Regions from separate parts of the Lactuca sativa genome. Here region 1 is linked to region 2. The links are chromatin contacts, called in public Hi-C maps. All regions are on one chromosome and are shown on one strand. Each heading gives the region's core, a stretch centred on a gene start, on an enhancer-like site or on the middle of the called end of the contact. The rest is flanking DNA. Distances are from core to core; before and after follow the strand shown. Region 1 holds the start of LOC111893235 (arabinogalactan protein 12). Region 2 holds the start of LOC111893255 (glutamate dehydrogenase B).

The links. A called contact is a pair of places that touch in the nucleus more often than the background predicts.
Region 1: a Hi-C map of leaf shows a contact between it and region 2, with 7 times the contacts expected there. The contact joins the promoter of LOC111893235 here to the promoter of LOC111893255 in region 2. A contact is called at or near these places in 3 of 4 Hi-C or Micro-C datasets (leaf and seed).

Annotation. Positions count from the first base shown.
Region 1 is chr2:138,647,649-138,654,396 of Lsat_Salinas_v11, forward strand. LOC111893235 (arabinogalactan protein 12) reads left to right here and starts at 3,784. Exons shown (of 1, transcript XM_023889303.3): 1 at 3,784-4,308. The coding sequence starts at 3,872. The coding sequence ends at 4,051.
Region 2 is chr2:138,363,386-138,369,825 of Lsat_Salinas_v11, forward strand. LOC111893255 (glutamate dehydrogenase B) reads right to left here and starts at 3,412. Exons shown (of 10, transcript XM_023889321.3): 1 at 3,133-3,412; 2 at 2,929-3,030; 3 at 24-141. The coding sequence starts at 131.

The sequences.
Region 1 (6,748 bases), core at 2,534-5,033, 280 kb after region 2:
ACATAGAGGCTCGTTTAGGCTCGCGAGCCTGCTAAATTGTTAACGAGTCGAGCTCGAGCTTCATTTTAAGGCTCGAATAGAGCTCGAGCTCGAGCTTCCTCAAAATTAAACGAGTCGAGCTCGAGCTTGGTCAGGCTCGGGCTCGGCTCGGCTCGTTTACACCCCTAAGCATCTCTCTTCATACCATTTCCTTGAGTTTCATTTTTCGATGTCTCACACCATGCTACCGCTAAAGCGTACTCTTCCTCCGACGTCCACCATTGTGGAATTTCTTCATTTTTGGTGGTAACAGCTTTCCCTTTCCCTTTCCTTTTCCTTTTCCTTTTCCCTTTCTATTTCCTTATCCTACTAGTTTTGTATTACGTTTCGATAACGAATTCTATTTATGGTTTTGTGGGTGGTGGTTAGGTGGTTGTTGTGTTTGGACATTTGGCATCGAAGATGAAGTACCAAAACGGTTTTGTTGTAATTTGGGTTTTGTCCACAATAGTTATGTTGAATGTAAGGTGAGGAAGGAAATTACATTGGAGGTAAGGTGAGATTAAAATAAGTTTGTTGGTATGGTATTTACGACAAACTTTGAGAGTTTTAATAGGTTAATATAATTCGTGTATCCGACAAATCTGATAGGAAAGGATATGTTTGGTTGTGTGTTTGGGTTTGATGGAAGAGTTCTTTTTGGTTGTCAAGATTATCCAAGTAACTAGGATTGTAAATATTTAGAGTCAAAATGAATTGCTTATATCATTCATGACATTTTCATTCTTATTTTCAAACGGTTTTATGTGTAACATTGTCATCTTCGTTATTAATAACTTTATCATCAGTATCAACATTTTTATTTGAAACATTTTCATTTTCATTTTCATTTTCATGTACGATATTATTTTATTCATTTAAAACATTTTCATATATGATATTATCTTGTTAATCTAAAACATAATCATGTGTACGTAATATCTTATTCATTTAAAACATTAGAAGAATTTTTTTTTTACAAACTTATTCATAGATCTTTTTTTCAGCTTCAATTAAATTTCAGATTTTTCATGTTTTTTTTTTCATTACCAACATATCACATATGTGGTGGGTGTTACATCAGCACCACATTCCCATATTATTAACATGGGATACCTACCACTAACACATCATTCCAACTCATTTTTTTTATTTAAATTCAATTCAAAAATACATTAAAACACAATAAAACATAGTTAATTAAATTTAATTCAAAAACACAATAAAAATATTTTTTTTAAACTAATTTTTTTATTCAATGAAACAAGATTACATTAATTTAAAACACATAATATAAAATAAAAAAAAAACATAAAAATGCAATCACAAACAACTTAAACTAGTTTTTAAACCTTATTTTTAATTACTAAATTTTAGGCACTCTCAATTTTCGCCAAGCTTTGACGTGTTTAAACAGTGTGTGTTTCGTGTCTTCATATTGGTGCATGGTCACAGCAAACGAGTCGTCTTCGTGTAAGTTGTTTATAACAAAGTTATAAATATCATTGAATTCAAGGCATTTAACCCTCATATCGTGATATTTCGAACATATTTCATTAAGATTACGACTTTGGCAACCCATTACATCATGGAAAACCTTTCCAACTTTTACCCAGAAATTAGGAGGCATCACTGGGTCTTCTGAAGCCGCTACCCATACTTGTGCTAAGTTTTCTTCTTCATTTTCTGACCAATTCATTATTTTAGGAGACATTGGTTTTGAAAGAATGCAAAAGAAGTGTACGATATTGTGAGAAAAGAAAAATGAAATTGTGTGAATATGTTTAATATAAAGTGTGGTATTTATAGCAGTTTAATATGTTTGAAAGGTAAAAAAAAAAAAAATATGTTACAAAGAAACTAGTCGTTGCAAAGCATCGACCAATAGCTATTTCTGTTTGATTCAGTAGAACACACAATGAAACACTACGACCACGATCCACCACAACCGGCCGGGATGGTGTGCACGATCGTGGTCATAGTTGTGGTTAGCGGTGTTTATAAATATCCGTATCCGAAATATCCGAAATCCGTATCCGAAAATATCCAAAATTTCGGATATCCGTGTTTTCGGATTCGGATTCGGATACGGATAGTGATTTTGTAACTTTTCAGATATTTTGGATATCCGATATCCGATATCCCAAATCTTTTTTTTTTCTTATTATATTTACTATTTTAATATGGAAAAGTGGAAAGTAGTAATATATAGTCTCGAGTTTGATTGTTAACATTCGATCGAAAGTGTTATGCTGATGAATTTAGTAACTTATTTTCACTAATATTTTGTTTTATGTTTTCTTATGCCAAAACTATCGAGATTTTTTGATGAAATATGTTCATCTTCGTCATAGGTATCTCCATAGTTAAATGTGGTGTTAAGTTAAATTTATTTATAAAGTTAATAACGACTTGAGAAGTTGTCATCAAATAATCGGGTAGTTTGTCTTTCTCTTTTATATATATTTGAATTTGTTATTGTGATTGTAGTTTGTTTGAAAAGTATATGCTAGAAATTAGTAGGCTAGTAGCACTTTATGTATAAGCAATTTGCAATAAGAAAATATATGTCAGTTATAAAAGCACTCACATAACATAATGGCACAACGATGATGAATTGATACGAAAATAAAATGTTTCTCTAGTTTTTTGTTTATTAGTTTCGTTACCAAGTTAATTGTATCGTTAATTTTTTTGCCAAGTGCCCAAGTAAACACAAAACATAAATTGCATAAACTTTCATTTTTTGCAAACCTTGATTTTCGGATATCCGATTCAATATCCGTATCCATATCCGAAAATTCGGATATTCGAATTTCAGATATCCGAAATTTCGGATACGAATACGGATATCAAAAATCCACTATCCGAATTTTCGGATATCCAAAATTCGGATATCCGAATTTTCGGATATCTGGTTTTGAACACCTCTAGTTGTGGTCCACGTATACCACGAGCCTTCTCGTGCACTGTATACCGAATGGTCTTATGTAACTTGTTGGATGTTGGCTGTTGTTGGTGGCTGTTAATAAGTAATAATCATTGAGCATTTTAGTTGAAAAAGTCCAATATAACATAATCAAGAATATGAAATTTAACTATGTAAGAAATCCAAATATATTAGAAAAAAAAAAAAAAAAAACGTTGATCTAATATTGTTTCTTGCCACATCCAAAACAAAAAGGCTTTGGTTTTCTTCTTGGTTTGGGCTTGATTTCTTTTCTCCTCCCCAACTTCATTCCATCAAGTAGCTTTTTTTCATGGTCATCACTCATCACAACAGAAAGCCGAATCTAAATAATGCTTTCTTTCAATTGACAGATGAGATTTAACTGAACTTTACCATTGGATTAAATTTAAAGCTAAAAAAGCTTAAATTAACATATTTGATGCAATTACCTTTGCTTGATTCTCTATATAATCGCTTCCTTTTATTTTTACCAACATCTTTCTAGTTGTCTTTTATTAAAATCTCACCAGCGTGCTAAAAATATCTATAATTCGTAACAAATATATCCTACAAAAAAATCAAAAACAAATACCTAAAATATATATTTTTTTCAATTTAAAAAAAAAGGCGGTGAAAGAAATGATAAATGGAAGAAACAAAATGGAGCCCACGAAAAAACCATCAAACCGTTGGCAACAGCTGTAATCGCAAGAACAACCTGTCACAAAACGGGCAGCCGGGCCATGCTTTCTTAACACTATTCTCCTCACGGGCACCCCTGCCCGTGTTCTTCCTATATTAACCCACCCCACCATCCTTAAATCAATCACTCAAATTCCCTATTTCTCCATAACTTCAAACATTCTCTTCGATTCCTTTATATCACTCTTCAATTTCGAAGAAATGGAATCAATGAAGATGAAGCTCTTCGTCGCCGTCGTTGTAATGTTGATGGCCGTATCGGCCGTGACAAACGTCAATGCACAAATGGCTCCGGCCCCTGCTCCGACCTCCGACGCCGCCGCTTTCGTCCCTACCGCCGTCGCCTCCATCATTGCTCTCTCATTTGGGTTTCTGTTTTGAATTGATTTGAGCTTCGATTTCATATGATGTAGAGATTCATTTTGTTTGAAGTTATGGTATGTAGAGTTTCCTTCTTCGATCTCATATATTGTCGAGATTGAAGGGGAAAATGCTTTAATGTCATTATTTAATGTGTTTTTTTTTTTTTTTTTTGTTTAATTCTTCTCATTTTGTGTTAAATTGTGATGTTGCTATTGTAATATTCTTGAACATAATGCATTTTCGGTGACTGTAGTTAAATAAATATTTTTCTTGTAGATTTGAAATTTCTGATTTCTGTAAAATGATTCGCACTGTTGTGAACAAATATAAGGATTCCAACACAATATTATTTTGTACATCAAATTTGATTTTAGCACCATTGGTACATTAACAATGATTAATATTAGAGCTTTACTTATTGTCATTTTTTTTTTGAAAAACAAAACCTATTTTTACAAATTCCATATGTTTTTTTTGTAATGTGTTTTTTTTTTTCAATAATCAAATTCTTACTCATTCATTTAGAAACAATTGAATTTATGAACTCCATCTTTTATTTTGTTATTTTTAAAAATATATATTTATGTTATTTTAGTAAACAAATAAAAAACCTACAAGTTATATTATTTTCTATATTCAAAAAAATTGTTTAATTTGTACAAAACTAACAAAATAATTATATGTATAATATGATTGGAGTGAACTTATTCGCTAAGACGATCATATATTGGTGTGCTTATTGTGATATATAAAAACAATCATATTTATTAGAACTTCATAAAATAACCACAAACATGAAACATCCTTAAATTTCAATTCCTCTCATTCGGTAATATGCTTTTCTTTTTTCTAGAAAAAGACTCAAATAAATCTACACATGGATCAAATTTCATTTAAAATGTCTTAATATTACTAGCCTTCCATGCAAATGTTAATAATGTCATCATATGTGACCTTCGTTGTCGACTCCAATAGGATTTAATTTACCTTCTCACTCATGCAATCGGTACAAATTTCATAATAAAAGATAGTAGCGATTTCAGCTTTTATTTTTATTGGGGGCACTATTGATTTTCTTTTCAAAAATTGTAAGTAAATTCTAAAATAATTGATATGTATATAAAAAAAATTTAGTCACTGGGGCATGTGCCCCCACTACCAAACCTCTACATCCGCCACTAATAAAAGACATTTATTAATGTTCGCGACCTGCATTTGTTATTCACTAAGTGTAAGACTCATGTATTATATGGGTTCATTTTAAAGAAAATAATATGAAATTCTAAACATTTGAGAAATTTGAATTTATAAGAAAAAAATAGAAAATTTTGAATTATTAAAATTAATTTGTTTTTTTAAATTAAAAAATAATTTAGATAAATAAACAAAGCAAACTAATGAAAAATTAATTTAGAAAATTTGAAATTAGAAGGAAGTCAATTAATAAAATTGATATGCATTTATTATTACATTTATTGTAATTATTTCATTTAAATATTAGGTGGAAATTAATAGAATGAAAAAAAACCACAAAATGCCATGTGGAAAAAAATTAATTGAAAATAACCACAAAATGACATGTGTCCAAATCAATGAGAGTGTGACATGTGGCTAAAAGTTTTTTTTATTTATTATGGAGGATGAGGGTTGATCTAACATCTATTTAAGATATATGTGATGATAGTTGACAAGTTATTATTGATCAAAAATGGTTTGTACATTTCAAACTAAGATGTCTAGTAAATGGGGTATATCTGGATACTTTATTTTTTGTCTGCTTTTTAGCTTCTTCAAGTAGTTTCACTGCTTCAATATCACCTTATCAACCTTCTCCCCTTATTATCGATTCGTCAACTAAGCTTGTCTATTGTTGATTTCCTATTTCCACCCTTATCTTGAAAGAGCTATTAGAATGTAACATCCCAAATATCATAGCAAAATTTTAATTTTTCCAAAACAATCCCAAGTCAATAATTGTTTACAAAAATGCTGTCTCAAAAGTATAGTTCGTAAAACAGAGTATCCCAAAATCCAATAACACAAAATCCGAAGGATGTGCACTATCACGCATTTGCTTTTTCTCGATCATCTGGAGTACCTGAAACCATAACAAACAACTGTAAGCACGAAGCTTAGTGAGTTCCTCCAAAGTACCATCACACAAGCAAATAACATATACAACAAACATGTATACAGGTTTGTTGGTCCTTGACCTCAACCCAACCGTCTAGAGTTTGTTGGCACGTGGTCTCAACCACACCATATCGGTTTTGTTGACCTCTAGTCTCAACCAAACCATATTGGGTTCGTTGGCACGTGGCCTCAACCCAACAATCCAGGTTTGTTGGTACGTGGCCTCAACCTTACCATGCCGAGTTTGCTGACTGGCAACACAAAGCAGTATAGTCTCAACCCAACCACACTATGTCGACATATGCAACAGATATACAGATAAACAGGAAGATCTACATATCACTACCGCATAGCAACATCCTATATACTAGGATACATAACATTATGGGTTGGCATTGGTGCTTTCGACCCATGAGTACAGTGAGGAAAACTCACTTGAATCGAAGAACCTTGAAAGACTGCGATATGATACCTTATGTACTGTTTGCTCCCACGAATCCACTAACACCAGAAATAGATAACATCTTAATCAATAGCCCAATATCCTCAAGTTTGACCAAGGTCAAACTTAGTCAAAAATTC
Region 2 (6,440 bases), core at 2,162-4,661:
AATTAAAAATAAAAAAATTGAACCTTGATTTCTCTGAATGGAATGAGGAGACTCTTTTCGAGTTTGGAGTCTAAACCTAACAGACGAGCTGCGAGCTTGAAGTTACGATTTGTTGCTGCTAAAGCGTTCATTTTTGTTTGTCTAATGAACGAAGAATGTTAGAGAAAATAAGTTGAATTATGTTTGAGAAAACAATGGGGATTAATTCGAATAATTGAAAGGTAGCACTAACGGATTTGTATATATACTATAAATATCGGGACTTTTTTTATAATGGGAACAAAAAGATATATAAATTTATATTGTCATGCATGAGTTAATTGGGCGTTTAAAGAAGACGAGTCTATTTCGAGGAAGGATACTCGAAGAAAAAAAGTGTTTCTTTCAAGATCTGCAATAGCCAGCTTTATTTTATCATATGTACACGTGGACAAAATTTTCTTTTTTTCTTCTGAAATAAAATTGGAAAAATATATTTGTGTATCTCTGTAATAAATTGGACCTTTATAAAAAAAAGGTTTGATTTTGATCTTGATTGTATGTATTTAAGCTTTCATTATTTTTGTATTGAGATTGTGATTTGGGGTTTATGTTAATTGTTACCAAATTAAAAACGATTATTGTTTGGTGCAATGTATGTAGTTAAATTTATGCATTTGTTTAAGCAAAAGAGAAAAAATGATTATCGATATTAAATTTAAAAATTAGTGTATTAAACACTCGAAAAAATAAATGCGAAAATGATGTGGCGTTTAAAATTAATTAATATTTGAAATAGTGCAATGTATAGTTGTCCGGACAGGTCATGACTAGGGTGGGGAAGTCAACATCTATCCATAAAATCCTCTTCAAATTAAATTTTTTGTTTTAATAACATTTATTTTTATTAAAGGCAGCTTAAATTATATAAATACTTATAAATAAATAAATTTTTCTGACGAATGATCATCGGATCCTAAAGTATCCTTTTAATAAAAGCAAAATTAACTGACACATGATAGTTAATGTCATTAATATCTTCAACCAAATATTAAAAAAAAATGTATTTTCCATTTTTCCTGACAATGTAAAATACAAAATGTTGAAAACATGTTAAACTGGAAGAAGTAAGATCCACGTTTCCACAATACATTCAAAATTGCACATCTTTGTCGACCCATGTGTTTTTCTTAATAAATATTTTTAAAAATATAAATTATTTATAATTTATAACAACACATAATAATTTAAAACACTAATTTGATTAGGATGGAAATGTGAGAAGCATTGTCAACATGCCGCGTATGGATCCAGTCAAACCAGCTAACTCACACAACTACAAAAGCCATCGCTATCCTCTTCGCTCTCAACGACTGATATTAGCCACCGTGGGCAAAATGGTCATTTTACATTCGGATAAACATGTGACATGGTGAGTGGTGACGATGTTAAAAACCCAATTAGTCAACATTGAGGTACATGCTTCATTAAACGTATTAAAATTTGTACTCTATGCATTAGAAGTTGTATTGTACACGTCATGTGACAAGATCAAGCTGATGAATATAAAAAGGGTAAGATCACGTACATAAAATGGAAGATTTAAAAAATATTTTACTTCATTTGGAGAAGTGAAAATGAAATTACAAAATTGAGTGTAAATTGTAGAGTAAATTACACGAATGGTCCCTATGGTTTGGAGTAATTTGCACGTTTGATCCCTAAATAATTTTTTTTAACTTGAAAGGTCGCTACTATTTGTTTTTGTTACGCGTTTGGTCCCTACTATTTATTTTTGTTACACGTTTGATCCATATCTTACGTAAAAATAGTATTATTTAAATAGGAATAAATGGTGAAGTAGGTAAGGTAAGGTGAGGGGATGGGATTGGGGGTGTGTTTATTTAAATAAGTCAAAAAATCAAGGGAAAAATAGTCTTTTTAGGTAAAACAGGGACCAAGTGTGTAACAAAAACAAACAGTAGGGACCTTCCGAGTTAAAAAAATAAGTTAGGGACCAAACGTGCAAATTACCCTAAACCATAGGGACTATTCGTGTAATTTACTCTAAATTGTAACTTGACATGCAATTAAATAAATACATGACTTCTATTTGAATCTCTAATGACTAACACCTTTATAGATATTAAGAAGATTTTTCGGATCAGAACACATGGTTGGATCTAAGATTATCTCTCCTTAAATTGGACAAAAAAAATAGAGATAATTTTATTTAAGTGATACAACACATAAATTAAAGAAATGTAAGAAACAATTTGTAGCAAAAATTAATCCTACGAATATTTTCGTACATTTTTTACTTAAAAAAAAGAACATAAGTGATTTGAAAGAAAATGAAGGGGAAAATTTATCAGTTACTAGATTGTCCATGATCTTCATTGATATTTTTTTTATATGGAAATAATATATTTATAAAATTTGCAACTTTTTATTTCCCAATTCTGACTTAAAACTAAATAAATAATAATAATAACACAGAACGAACCAAATTATTATGAATTTTATCTGATTTAAGACGTAGAATTGTAGATGCATGAAAAGGTGAAAACTAATTGGTCAGAAATGCTCCAATTAAGAAAAAGAAATCGAAGCCCACTTGGCCCAAGTGTATTTTATTTAAGCCCAAATATTGAACCCACAATCCGACCCGAATGTTCACAGGAACATTCATGGTGTCAAAACCCCCAATTTACTACTGCAAACGAGGAGAAACGAAAACGGAAAAACCCTACCGGAACAGATTAATGCTACCTCTATCGTAGCAATCAAGTTTCTAAAGTTAAATTAAGCTACAGATTCAACAAAATCAATTCACATGCAGATGATCGATCAACAAATTCAATGTAACAACGGAAAAATAAAAAACATAACAAGGAATTGAAATTTGAATGTCGATCATATTAATCTGATAATTGAAGTAAAGTTTACCGGATTGTCGACTGAAGAAATGCCGGAGATCAGAGGAGAGTGTCGGAGCGACAGTAGAAAGAAAACCTGTTCTTCACTCCGATAACTCCGCAACTCACTTCGCTGGTATATATAGCAGTGAAATGACATTTAAAAGTAATCAAAATGGAAATGGAAATCGAAATAAATAAAGCAACTAGAATCAAGTTCGTCATGAGCAATTACCTCTCAAAATTGAAAACAATGATGTCAGATAATTAGAATATGTGCTTATCAAATTGATGATGGCAACATGAGTGCCCCAACTATGACGACAGGAATAAGCTACTCATCATCCACCACTGATTCAACAGTACGTCAAGGACGAGTCGCAATAAATCGATTAAATTAAATTAGTTGAAGATTGAAAACATAAATAGGGATACTCAAAGCAGTTACGAAATTGATACAATCAAGGTGAATTTGACACCAAATCGATCTTTCACGTGAATATGTTCTCTTTCATCAGTTCATGGACCATCCTAAAGTCTAAAGTCTAAACTACTCTTCGTTTCAACTTGAAGGTTGGACAACAGAATTTATAGAACATTTTTTCTTTGAATAATGTATTTAAAGAAAATATTAATTTGAGTTATTTTTATTTAAAAAAAAAATTACTTGTTGAGGTTATTAAGTATAATCTCTGCTTAATGATAAACAATATACAAATAAAATAATGTAATTAATTTAATTTAATTATATAAATATTTAAATTATAACAATTGTATTATATGTTATTTATTTATTTATTGATTTTGTTAGTTGTTAAAGTAGTTACTTAGTTAGCTCTATTTAATGATAACCAATTACAAATGAAAACAATATAATTAATTAGTTTATAACCCGTGATAATCACGGATTATAAATTTAATTAAACTTTCATAATAAAAATTTATAATTATTAATTAATTTTTTTAAATAAATTATTAATTAAAAGATATATCAAAATTTTAAAGTTATTATAACTTCAAATTTAACATATAATTAGAAAATGTAAATTTGAATTTTGAAATGAGTTGTTTAATATATCTACATGACACATGACATAATATTAATGGGTAGTTGTATTAGAGTGATACTTGGCAAAAAGAAATTAAAATTATACATTTATTAGAATAGAGATTTAATTAAATTCTATAAATATCTAAACTATAATAATCCTCTTATACGTGTCATTTGTTTGTTTTTTGTTTGTTTGTTAGTTATTAAAGTAATTAATATACATATATTAAGGAAATGAAAGTTAGGAACAGTAAAGTTCCTAACCTTTTGACAGAAATGGTCATTTGATTATGGGTGATGTTGCAATTGTGTTTATTTTTTTACCTTCCAATTATGCCACAATACTATATGGCTTAGGCAAATTTCATCCCTTTAAGAATAGTAAAGTTTTGTCCTTCAAACTTTGGCCACAATTGTTTGTGATGTTAACACTTTTGGTTGTAACGACCTAATTTTTACCAAGATTTTTTTTCATTTTTAATTAATCAAACAAATCCCATAATCCATAAACTTCCAAACCATTTGTTTTCCAATTCACAATTATTACAATTTCATTGTACTTTTTGAAAACATCAGAGAGTCGCAAACACACAAAAAGAGAGGTAGAGTGCACGCCACATCATCACGCCTTGTCTTTGCCCTTAGGCTCTGAAGTACCTGAAACAATCAACAACCTGTAAGCGAAATGCTTAGTGAGTTTCCCAGAGCATACCACACACACAAACCACATATCATATATCCTATTAGCTATAAAAGCTACACACATATCACGTAAGCCATGCATACATGAAACCTTTGAAAATGCCATGGGCTACCCCACATGGTCTTTACCTAGGACTGCCATGGGCTCCCCCACATGGCCTTACATCCAATGCCATGGGCTACCCCACATGGTCTTCACCTAGGACTACCATGGGCTACCCCACATGGTCTTACATCCGATGCCACAGACTTCCCCCGGGGTCTTCATGCAAAACATGCAATCACATAACAAAACACATAATGTCTAACACATATATCATAATCACATAATGGGCCGACCTTGGTGCCTTAGACCCATAGGTATGGTGAGAAGACTCACCTGTCACGAATGCTGAACTGACACTTTGCGACCAAATATACCCCACGGGCTGCTCCACTCAACTGCCTAAAAAGTATCATACAATATCCAGTCATTTCCCCAAAGTCCATCCTGGTCAACTACAACCAAGATCAAGTCAACAGTCCATGTTGACCCTAACTCGCCGAGTACAACTAGTGACTCGCCGAGTTCCCCGGGATAACATCTACTCGCCGAGTCATCAAGGTGACTCGTCGAGTTCATACGGTATTGATTGATAGTCTAAGGTCATTCGTCGAGTTTCCTTGCTTGCCACTCGACATGTCTACGAACATCCAACAATTGGAGGAATCTTACTCGACTCGCCGAGTTGTTCCTTCAACTCGTCGAGTTCTAGGTAATATTCATCCGGCTCGCCGAGTTGTTCATCCAACTCGTCAAGTTCATAGCATTATTCATCAGGCTCGTCGACTTGTTCATCCAACTCATCGAGTCCATGCCTGCCTTCATATGACTCGCCGAGTTGCCCCCTGTGACTCGCCGAGTCCTATCAGATCTCAAGCCATACAGACTCTTTTGAGCCATGCAATGCTTCCAAATTACAGATCTAGGCTCCTGAGGCATGCTTTCCACGTAAAGTTGCAAACTTTACGTGCATGAAAGGCTTTAAGGCCCTAAAATAGCAAATCTAAGCTTGGAATGGAGTCATACACTTAAGGGGAGACACATGCTAAGTTCAACTGATAACTTTATGCATCTCAAGGCCAAAAGGAGTCCAGATCTGAAGTTACAACTTCAGATCTTGGCTTAAACACAAAAGCCCTTTCTTAGAATCCATACATAAGAGGGTTTTGGGTGGAAATGAGCCAAGGAACAGCTTAATACCTTCAGAAAGTGCTCCATAAAATTAGATCTTGAATCCCCACGAGCCCTTTGTTTCCTCAAGTGCTTCCTTCACCAAATCCCTCATTCAAGCTTAAAATCACCAAGAAACACACTCACACTCAAATCAAGGTTTTTGGGAGGAAAAGAGTTGTAAAGGGGATGCTAGGGGAGGCTAATGACCCTTTAAATAGGGTGCAAGGCCCCGAAATCTAGGGTTTCATCTGCCAGCATCTACTCGTCGAGTCCCATAATGAACTCGGCGAGTAGGTCATTAAACTTCGCGGACAAACCCGCTACTACTCGACGAGTAGGGAGGCCAACTCGCCGAGTAGGTTCTTAAAAATCCAAACCAAAATATCATTATTAATACCTGAGGATCAGAGTGTTACATTGGTCGCTTATTCTTTTATGTTACCTTATTTGGCTACAATACTTTCTAGGACTTGGCAATTTTGGTCCATTATTTAATATTAATTATAGTAAGCCACAATATTTTCTACAACTTGATAGTTTTGGTCCCTTCTCTAATATTAATCTTCATTTTTCA